Regions from separate parts of the Gossypium hirsutum genome. Here regions 1 and 2 are each linked to region 3. Evidence: chromatin contacts called from public Hi-C data. All regions are on one chromosome and are shown on one strand. The core of a region is the stretch at or near the end of the contact, and the rest is flanking DNA. Distances in the headings are between cores, read along the strand shown. Region 1 holds the start of LOC107946834 (outer envelope pore protein 37, chloroplastic). Region 2 holds the start of LOC107946648 (vacuolar protein sorting-associated protein 26A). Region 3 holds the start of LOC121204536 (molybdate-anion transporter).

The links. A called contact is a pair of places that touch in the nucleus more often than the background predicts.
Region 1: a contact with region 3 is called in a Hi-C map of leaf, with 2.7 times the contacts expected there. The contact joins the promoter of LOC107946834 here to the promoter of LOC121204536 in region 3. A contact is called at or near these places in 9 of 34 Hi-C or Micro-C datasets (callus, hypocotyl and leaf).
Region 2: a Hi-C map of leaf shows a contact between it and region 3, with 3 times the contacts expected there. The contact joins the promoter of LOC107946648 here to the promoter of LOC121204536 in region 3. A contact is called at or near these places in 5 of 34 Hi-C or Micro-C datasets (all in leaf).

What each region holds. Positions count from the first base shown.
Region 1 is chrA08:69,414,223-69,417,924 of Gossypium_hirsutum_v2.1, forward strand. It overlaps LOC107946834 (outer envelope pore protein 37, chloroplastic), which reads right to left and starts at 1,629. Exons shown (of 6, transcript XM_016881304.2): 1 at 969-1,629; 2 at 418-507; 3 at 1-88. The coding sequence starts at 1,373.
Region 2 is chrA08:70,118,836-70,122,592 of Gossypium_hirsutum_v2.1, forward strand. It overlaps LOC107946648 (vacuolar protein sorting-associated protein 26A), which reads right to left and starts at 2,080. Exons shown (of 11, transcript XM_016881064.2): 1 at 1,837-2,080; 2 at 1,662-1,736; 3 at 1,453-1,527; 4 at 1,238-1,310; 5 at 1,050-1,094; 6 at 706-817; 7 at 279-345. The coding sequence starts at 1,839.
Region 3 is chrA08:69,793,383-69,797,111 of Gossypium_hirsutum_v2.1, forward strand. LOC121204536 (molybdate-anion transporter) reads right to left here and starts at 2,268. Exons shown (of 8, transcript XM_041074537.1): 1 at 1,777-2,268; 2 at 703-847; 3 at 439-607; 4 at 1-70. The coding sequence starts at 1,927.

The sequences.
Region 1 (3,702 bases), core at 379-2,878, 380 kb before region 3:
TTCCATTTATCGACAACCTTGGTACGTCATCCTCTTCCCTCTCCTCTAATGAAAATTCACCGATGGGAAATCTAAATGTCGCTCTGGGCTGCAGCAACAGGAAAGTTCAGATGAGTTAAGAGAGAAAAACAGCTATGACCAATGTTGAAAAACATCAGAGTGGAGGCACAAAATACAAGAGGACTGCCATTAATCAAGTGTTTTAAGCGATGCAAAAGTTAGTATAGTATGGGTTGAATAATGCATAAAGAAAATAACAACAGTATGACACCACATGCATTAAGCAACTTAGAACCACAAAAAACTGCTGAAATTGAATTACCACGTCATTCTATGATAAATGATTCTCAATTGTCCATAACTTAATGCCAAGCAATCGATTTTCACTAGTAAGACACCAGGAGAAACAAAACTCACCAATGAAACATCGGGAACAGGTGATGACACTTCAACAGCATAACTAGGATCAGCAAGTTTTGCAATAACTGCCAGTTCACCTTGTTGTGCCTGAGAAAAAAAAAAAGAGAGAGAGAGAGATTCAGGGGATATGGCATATGTGGCTTTAAGGAAATATTTATTCAGCACTTAAACAACAATTATGATAGTTGGCTTCAAAAACAATAAACTCCCCATTCCCAAAAATACAACGAAAAAAAGGATTGAAGATAAAAAACAACACAAGGATGTTCAGAGAGGTCTTCAAGACTCAAGTATGACTACCAACTTGACCATTTTATGAAAGCAAATTCCTCTGAAACCCCATTATCAATTTCATAGGCTCGAAAAACGATCACCAAATGCAAAGCCCGGTACTCGAAAATTCTCTTGAAAACCAAATAATAAACAATCTTTCATATCTTCCATGCACAATAAAAAAAAGGTTTCAATTTTATGCAATTTTCAATGACATTGCCAACCATGACTCCCACTAAGCCAAAACCGCGAGTTGGAAGGAAAGGAAAACCAACCTTAACATCAATGGCAGCTTTGAAATGCCACGTAGGACCGACATTGTAGTAACCCCGGAATATGGCATTTTGTTCTTCAGGATCGTAGTATATGGACAAGTACTTAGAAAATAGCGCCAACTGGGGCTCCGTGATCTCGCGTTTGGCGTTGTTGATGAAGGAGAGTTTGAGCTTCGCAAGGTTGTCGAAGAGCTTACAAGACAGCTTGTGGAAGAACACGCGGCTATCAGTATCGAACTCCGAAGTCACTCTGAGGGAGGATACCGAAGAGAGAAACTGGTAGGGCTTCGTGGGTGGTGGAGAAGGTGGCGGTGGCTCAGGCTCCGGCTCCAAAGGGGACGGTGGCGGTGGCGGTAACAGGGGCGGGACAAGGTAATTGGGGATTCGAGGAGAAGCGTCCAGCATGGCTAAAATTGGGAGAGGGATTTTGGGGTGTGTAATTGAAGGTATATGGGTGGTAATGGTATTCAAAGGGTTAAAAATTCTGGCCTTTGGTTACCAGAAAAAATCGAGGGGCCAGGGTTACTCTTCGTCAACCTACGCTTTTGCTTTGTTTGGAAATTGATATTTGGGAGAGAGAGTGACGTCTTTTGCATGCTTGTGTACCCGGTTATTTCGATTTCTACATTTTTTAAATTTTCTCATTCTGATTTGCCCCCTTCCCCCCCCCCATTCTCCCATTTTTTTCTTTTTACCTAAATGTCTTTAGAATGTACTGATTGAACCCTTAACCCTATACTTTTTTTAAGATAAAACTTGGGTTGTTTGGTTTTAATGAGATTGCATTATTTGAATTTTTAATATTTTGATCTTTTCCTAATCTTATATTCGTCAACAATGTTAAGATGTGGTAATGGTACACTATTTTCTTAGGTTATCTAAAATTCCAAGTGAAATATGAAATTATAGACAAAAAAGAATATTTTATACTGATATTACTTTTTATCTTGAAATTACTTTGTGGTTTATTATATTGATGGTTAATGATTTTTTAAAAAAGTGTTTGTTGAATGTTATAGGAAAATGAATGGTAAAAGTATCGGGAAGCCCTTGTACTTAGGAGTGAATTGTATTTTGACTTCTTTATTAAAAAATGGATAAATTTGTCCTTATACATTATTTCAAAATGTGCAAATTAACCTATTCATTAAATTTTTCTTGATAAATAATGGTGTGGAACATTAAATCCATGCTAAAATTATTTTTTTGGGTAAACATTAAAAATGATGACTCGATTATTAATTTTTTTTATTTCATCACTAAACTTTTCGAAATTAAATATTTTAGTTACTTTGAGCTAATGTGGGCTTTTTTATTGGTTAGTAACAAAATTAGCCCTTTAATGTTTGCACATTCTATCAATTTGATCCTAAATATAAAAAATTAAACAAATTTAGCCCTCAATGTTTATAAAATTTTTCATTTTAGTTATAATTCTAAAAAATCAATATGCCCCTTAAAATTTATAGAATTTGTCAATTTAGTCTTAGCTCAGAATGAAATGCATAATTGGGTGACCATTTTTATAATTTACCCATAAAAAAATAATTTTCATTAATCTTATATTTCGTTAACCAAACACATGAATATTACATTCTAACCAAATAGACCAAACAAAGTAATGCTATACTCCATCGATAATCTTACATTAATCTCAAATACCCGTAATCTAAGATTTGGTGAACCAAACGCACTTTTAGAATATGTTTAGATTAAAAAGGAAAAAAATTAGTATTTGATTAAACCAGATAAAGGAAAAGAAATAATTGAATATAATATTATTTTTATAATTATAACATTTTTATGATATATTATGTAAAAATGGAGGGTAAAAAAGATATTTAACATCTTAAAAATCTATAGATTTTGTTTCTCTAACTTTCCCACCAATTTGAGGGAATTAAAAATTTGACACTTTGAGAAAAAGCAAGAGTCTCAACTTTTCCTTACCTAAAAAAAAAATTATCCAAACAAGTTAAACAACTTTCTCTTGCTTTCCTTTCATTTGTTACTTCCATCCAAATATAAGGGTACGTTTGGTTCACTGTAATGGAATAGGGCTGCAACTGAATATAGTTGTAATGGAATAGAGTTGTAATGGAATAGAACTATAATCAGTAATTCAATTGTTTGGTTGAATGGAATGGAATAGAGCTGTAATTGAATTCTTGTGTTTGGTTGAATGGAATAGATGTTGTAATAGTATAAGGAAAAATGCTTAAATGACTAAAGTACCCTTAACAGAATTTTTATAGGTAGATAATTATTGTTATTAAATTTTAATAAGATTATTGTTAAATATATTTTAATAAAAATAAAAATAAATAATTTAGTCATATTTTAACATAATTATTATTAAATACAGTTTAATAAAATAATATATAATTTAATAACATTCTTAATATAATTATTATTAAGAATATATTAATATAAAATTATTATTAAGAATATTTCAATGCTTAATATATTTGCTTTAATCTAGCCTCTCACCTATTCTCTTAGGTCACATTTTATTTTAATATAAAATGAGTTTAACATACGATATAATAATTCTCTAATAACATTTTATTTTAATAGTCAATCTTAATAGAAAACATATTTTTTATATTTTATTTTATCTTTTATAATAACACTATAACAACAATTAATTATAAGGTATACTCTTTAATAAATTAATTATTTATAGCAATCTTTTGGTGAAATAAAAACCTTCAAATTTTACATAAAAATTACT
Region 2 (3,757 bases), core at 830-3,329, 330 kb after region 3:
AACCATAATGAAAGGCCAAATAGATTGATGTTGGCTTTCTTGTATATGAGTATAATGTCGGGAATAAAAGGGAAAAGCAACTCTTCACAATAAGGCAGAGTCTAAAGTTCTCCCTTATATGGCACACCTTAGATACACTTATTTGTACAATGCTGCTAGTGCATTTGAGAGTGAGGTTCCATAATGCGCAAGAAAAAGAGAAATGAAAAAGGAGATAAAACTCATTTTGAAAAGAAAAAAAATAATGAAAGGAAGAGGATGCAGATGAAAACACTTACTATAAAGTCCTGGTATTCCACTATGCTTCCACCATAATTACGACTAACTGTCACTTTCAGGACATACCTGGGAAAAGAAACGAATCAAATTCTAACATGGGTTGTCCAATTATAGTCTCAAAATGATCAACCTCAGCTGCGGACCAACAAAACAATATTTTATTTAGAACTCCAAAATAAACATTTTTTAATAATACATAAATAACAGAGTGATTTGTAAACTTTATTTTTTTTTTTGTTCAACGATTTCTAAACTTTATTGAGCTAAGTACCAAGAACTATTATTATGATAATCGACTGATTTATAAGCCTTAACAACCCATAACAAACATACATCCAGTGATCAAGGAAATACTCAAATCAAATTGACTAAAAGTGATGTGAATAAAATTTTATCTTTAAAGATTTAGTGCAGGGGGTACCATACCTAAGCCGCAGATTTGCACCGTTATAAGTTTCATATGGCATTTCAACTGTTGAAAATTCAAATGGATATGTTTTTCTTTCATATATATCCCCAGGAACATCCAATTCACGTACTGCAAATATCAAGAATATAAAAGTGGCAAACAAAACAAACCAATCAACAATCTACTAAAACTTAGCATAAACCAAACTTTTGTGCACATCATAAACGAGAAAGCTAAATCATAAACTTTTGTGCATCTCTGCCACATGCATCTAATGAAAACTAATCACTGAAATTTATTTAAAAGAACACCTAAAAGTACCCAGGCAGAGCAAACAAAAGTGAAGTCAGAATATACGCACCAAGGGAGGTAAAATCATAAAAGTTGCCTCTGTCAAAATACATCTCTGGAAAGAAAAAACAAAGTTAGCATTAACTTCATTTCAACAAGAAATACGAATACACGTAAAAATTCAGTCCTATTCAGTTTCCATGTCAGAATGATATTTAAAGCTTGGACTGAATCAGTGAACAAAGAGCAAGGACGAACCTATTTGACCAAGGAGCTCAACTTTAACACCAAGATGTTCAATTTTCTTTCCTTGAAGTGGTTCTATGGAAACCTGAAAGCGGCAGATAATAGGAAGTTCTTCAAAAGGTTTAGGGTTGATAAATGAATCATCAAAGCTATGAATATAATACGACTTCAATGATCTGATCCCAATCTGTTAAAATCTTTCTAAAAGTAAATAAGTGAATAAATACCTTCCCAGCAATACTTTCTTTACTTTGGAAAAGCGAAACCATAATCGTTTTGCCATTTTCCTTTTTCATCGGGACCTAATCAAACCGCAATAATCCAGATTCCACAACATGAATCGTGAAAAATTAACTAATAATCACAATAAAAATAAAAGTCTAGTTTTAATTTTCTTTTTAAACGATTCTACACCTGAGAGGATCGAGAGGAATACCTGCTTCCGAGATTTTCCGTCGGAAAATGTGATCGAGATATTACATGCAGGCTTGAAAGCTCCAATCAGGAAATTCTTTTTAAAAAGAGCAAATCCGAATTACATTCAATAAACAGTCAAATTGGAAATCCATTAGAATTAAGAAAAGCAAATTCCAATGAAAGTGAGATATTACCATGCTGTTACGTTGCAATGAAATTGAGGATGAGTTAAATATATTGTGAGAGCAATTATTGAGATCGGAAAGCGCAGGAAGGAAGAAACGAAAAACCCTAGACGGCAGAGGGGATTGAAATTGGCGAAGGAGAGGAAACCCAACCAACCAGTTTGAGTTTTGACAGTTAGGAATGAGAAGCAAAGACTGGCGTCTATTCTATCCAGTACTACCAAGCTCGTCGTCAACATCACGTGCTTTTCACGCGATGTCACTATAATAATAATAACTAGTATTTATCCCGAGCTGCGCGTGGGCTATATAATTCATTATACGGTAATAAATTATTAAAGGAACAAATAGATTTCTTTTTAAAAAACTAATAGATTAATATCTATATGGGTACATTCCCTTAAAAATAATTTATATGGGCAGATAATATAAAGTAAAACTCTGAAAATATTGAGCCAACTATTCTCTTAATTGTTCACCCTTTGCAACAACACCAACTATTCTGCACAATCCACCACCACCTCAATTTAGGTAGCCTTTACCTCCTGTTGCGAAGCATCATCCCCTCCCAAAATATCTTCAATCTTTGCAATGACATCTAAGTAGAGGTATCTCCACCCTTCTCTTCTCTTTTCTTTTTTTCCTTTTATTGGCTTCCCTAGGTCTCCATTGAGCCTCCTTTTGTGGTTCAAATGTACCTTTCCCTTCAGCTCTAAGTTTTTTCTGAGCCTTTTCAAATTCATCTTAAGAAGTAATTTTCATTCTTGCCATTGTGAATATAAGAAGACAAAATGACAAACAACTAAGAGAGAATAACAAACTTAAGTAACAACAGCTTAAGGAAAATATGAATCGATTAGGGTAATTGCACAACCACTTTAAGAACACTTTTTGGAAACAATCAAATCAATTTCAAATCCCACATTAATGATGAAAAAGCATGACAATTGCCACTCCTTTTTCCCTCCAAGATTTAGTGAGAGAAACAAATCACAAAAAGAAAATTTTATAACAAAATTTTGAATCCAAAAATAACCCTTGACAAAACAAAATCAAGCTTTTGTGTTTGGATGCCTTCCAAAAACTTGTGAGTCATTTAGACGTGACACACTCTAATAGAGGACTTCAAGTGTTCAAACCTAGTTGCATCCAATGGTTTAGTGAACAAATCAACTAGTTATTTTTGTGTGGACATGAACTTAACCTCAACAACACCATTCTCAATCAATTCCCATATGAAATGATACCTAATGTCAATATGTGTAGTCTTCTAATGTTGTACTAGATTCTTGAAAATATTAATGTCACTTGTGTTATCACACAAGACAATAGCCATATCTAATTCAACACCAAAATCTTTCATTATTTGCTTCATCCATAGCAATTGAGCATAGTAACTCCATTCAACAACATACCGATAGTGAGATTGAACTTGTTTCTTATAGTACTATGACACCAAATTCAATCCAAGGTAGAGACAACCACATGATGTACTCTTCCTATCATCAATGTTACATGCCCATTTAGCATCATTGTAACCAACTAGATTCATGATGCTATCCTTTGAAAACCAAATTCCCAAATCAGTAGTTCTATGGACATATCAGATAATCCTCTTCACAGGTTTCGCATGGGACTCTCTTGGACTTGCTTGGTACCTAGCGCATACTATTGGATCTGGTGCCCTAAGTGTAGTATTTTTCGTCTATGTACATTTGTAATTTTTCAAACAAATTGGTTAATAAAATTATTCATAATTATATTAATACCCTATGTATATTGTCCTCACGTGGTTTTTGCATATAAAGCTAATAGAAGCAAATATTGGCTCACTAGTTATCTAATACTTAAACTAATACTAAGCAGTATTACGTGGTCTAATTGTAATACGAAAAAATAACTTATACTGGTAGACCAAACTAAACATGTC
Region 3 (3,729 bases), core at 1,018-3,517:
CAATAAGACCATTGCCAAGAAATATTGCCTTCGAAAATGTTAATGACAACCATTGTTGCTCAAAGCCCCTCTGCAAAGATTAGAAGCACAAACAGAATTGTCAAAACATGATTAAATTTAAAGGATCTATTGACATTAATTGAGCTAAAGGCTCATAGAAGAATGTGGATAAACAGAACTAGATGGTTCGTGCTTTACCATCTGGGGAAACGATGATGGAAAATTTAAGAATTGTAGTATATTCCTATGTATCATGTACACTATGATAGATGTAAACTAAGTATTTCAACACTGTTGGGAAACAACCTGACAGGGAGCAACATACAGCATCTATAATACTAGAAATAATGGTGAAGGTCATAAGAGAATACATCTATAATGTTTATAAGTCCACCTAATAAGCATTAAGAGTAAAGGGGGATAGTTGAAATGCCTCACCTTATTATGTTCAGCAACAAGCCATGACTCAAATGCTGAAAACAGAAGAGACGTAGCAATACCTCCCAAAACACGACCTATCATCAAAACTTTGTATTCAGGAGAATGCTTGGTAATGCAGCTAAGTATGTAAGTTATGCAGTATGTAACGCACGCCCTCCTCCTGCCCCTGAATTGAAAAAATGAAGGTATTTTTGTATCAAGACAAGACATTTCATCCATAAAGCACAATATATCACAACAGAAGCCAAAGTAAAAGCTTACTGTTTGTCAGCTAGAGATCCAACAATTGTCCCAAACAACATGGAAGAGCCAAAACCAGCAATAAAAAGCTGTCCGATCTCCCCTTTTCCAAATCCATATGTACTGTACAGATAGTAAACATATGGACCCTGAAGCCAGTCTCCAGCTATTGACACATAACCATTTATTAGAACAGCAAGCTAGAATATGCCCAATTACCACAATATAAGAATGTTAATCTTTCACAATTACCAGAAAACATAACTACAGATATGATCATACCTCCGGAACAGATATCGTGCATTACACTAATGAAGCTACATGTTTATGATGCATATTAATCAAAGAAAGACTTGCTCAAGTGCTAACCTTTTTTTTTTTCACGGTATTGTCAAGTGCTAGCTTAACAGCAAATTTTGATACAATAAGTCAAATTACTGACCAGTTGCATCCCAAGGAGACAACTAGAAGCGCCATCACTCCTTCTATTACCAAGAAACTAATTCAAGGGTTTAATGCAACTTTATTTAGCTTTCAGCTAGTTTTACTATCTAAGGAAAAAAAATCTTAATGGGGCAGCGGCAGACTAAACTCGGCAGAAGTAGGACTTTACTCAAGCTCCAAGAAAATAGACTTAATTCTCAATTTTTTATTCAGGACCATCATCAATAAGAGGACCTAGAACCCAAGCAATAGCGACCTGTCTCCGACCCACCAAAAAAAAAAAAACCAAATCCATCGTCTCAACCAGAAAACAGAAACGGACTAAAAATCGACATACAACTTATTGGAAGTCATTTTCAAGTACCATTTCCTTGTCTTTTACAAGCTAAATCAAATGAATGAATCCCGTTTTCCATTTCCAAAGCAAATAGAAACAGTATTGTTCAAAGTAGTCATTAATGACAAGAACATTATCCACCAAAACGGGAAAAAATAACAAAAACTTGCAAATCTAGGAAATGGGCATCTAAATTCATTAAAAAAATCCACCAACAATAGATCAGATCCATGTTAATGTAAAAAAAAAAGTGAGATCCAAAGATAGAAATGGAAATCAGATCTGGGTAAAACAAAACGAGGGTAGTTAGTTACCCATCATGAGAGAGTAGACAAGAAGGTAATTGTTCTTGAAGGAATTGAAAGCAGGGGATGTGTTGATTCGGTCCTTGCTGGTCTTGCTTAGCTCTAATGTGGCCACCACCGCTCCCAATGCCCCGAACACGACGAAGTAGAACAGCTCCATTGCTGCTGCCTGGCCCTGCTACGCAAATTACTAGGAGAGACGCAGATAATAAAATAATGCTGTGAAGCCGAAGCCGAAGCCCAAGGCAATGCGTCTTCTGCACACTGGATTCTTTTTAGTTCTTTAAAAGGGAGTTAGATATGAGATATACCCAGCAAGAAAAGATGATGGATATTCGGTTTCTATTTCCTGCACATGCCTCTGCTTCAGTGGCTTCTTTTCGGAGTGTCCTTAGTTGTTGTACATTTGATTTAATCATTAAAAAGAGTGAGGTACAATGACGAGAGCGTGGGAGGTGTGAGAGAACTTGTGAGGATGAGTAAATATTGGATGAAAACCGCGAAAGACGAGCCTTTAACATTTGGGTCACTTTTTAGGTGGACCTTTTGGTTGTAGGTCCGACACGTGGCGGGACGTGGGTTGTCCGATATGAAGAGTAACAAGGAGGACATGTCGGTGGGTTAAGAGCATATGGACAATGCGCTTTGGATCTTCAAAGAGGATCAAATGAAGTGGGCCCCTTTAACCTTACCAAAATTGTCTGTGGGCCCTTGGATCACATTGTGGGTCCACCTACCGAAGATATTTATTTTCGTATCATTGTCTTGCCATAACAATGCCAAATATTAGATCTAACCATTCATATTTCAGATGAAAAAAAAACAAAAGAAGACCATTGATATTTCCACTAAGAAAATAGAAAAACAATATTCAATGTGTGGATGCTTTAGTTCAGTTAGGTAGTAATTTTCAATTACTAGTTGCCTCAGATGTTTTAATTTTTTTAACTTGTTTAGTGTGTGCTTAGGTGAAAATGTGGAGGAATAGAAAAAAAGGAAAGGAAAAGTGGAAAAAATGAATTTTGGGTCTACTTAGTAAGAAAGAAAGTGAGAGGAAAAAAAATAGTAGCGGATATTATTTTTCATCTTAATGCATAAAAAGTAATCATTTCAAATTGAAATAATAAGAGGAGAAAAATAAAAAAGATTTGCATATTAGTTCAAAATTATACATTTTTCAAATATTTTATTTTCTTTCTTTCCATTTTTCACATATACTAAACACACATATGGAAAAAATAATTATGTTTTCCATCCTTCTAGTTTTCTACCTATTCAATTTTTCATTTTTCCAATTTTCTTTCCTCTCAACCAAGCAAAGCTTTAATGTTTGTAATTCTCCTCCTACTAGCTTTAATCACCTTCTGCTAATTAATAAGCAAAAGTGCACTATGTATCGAATTTGATTCTTGTTTCCTATTCATGTTTTTAATCCAATTTAGATCACTTTTTCAATAAAAAATAATATGAAAAAAATTTTATATTGATCTTGAAAACTAAAACTATTAACATTCTTTAGAATAACGATTGATATTATTTTATTGCCACTTTTAAAGTTCTTTTATAAATTGTTAAAAGATGTTAGGGATAAACCTAAATTAAACAACGAACAAAAATGGTTAGAGAAAATTGGACACAAATATTTAAGTGAAAAAACTCCTTCGACGAAGAGGATAAAAATCCACAACAAAGAAAACTTCACTAGTCGGAAAATAAACTAAAAGAGTATAATGATGGAGAAAAATAAACCCTAATCCCTAAATAATACAAAGCTCTCTGACTAAGAAATGAAATTCCCTTAAAACTCTCTTTTATTGTGTTGTTTCAACAACTCTTCTAAGGTTGCTAAAGCCCTATTTATAAACTAAAATTTGTGAGCTAATATAATTAAAATATCCCTAGAGTTCTTAGATTTCAACTACGAAAAGATAGCATAGTTTAACTCGGAGAAGAAACCCGATC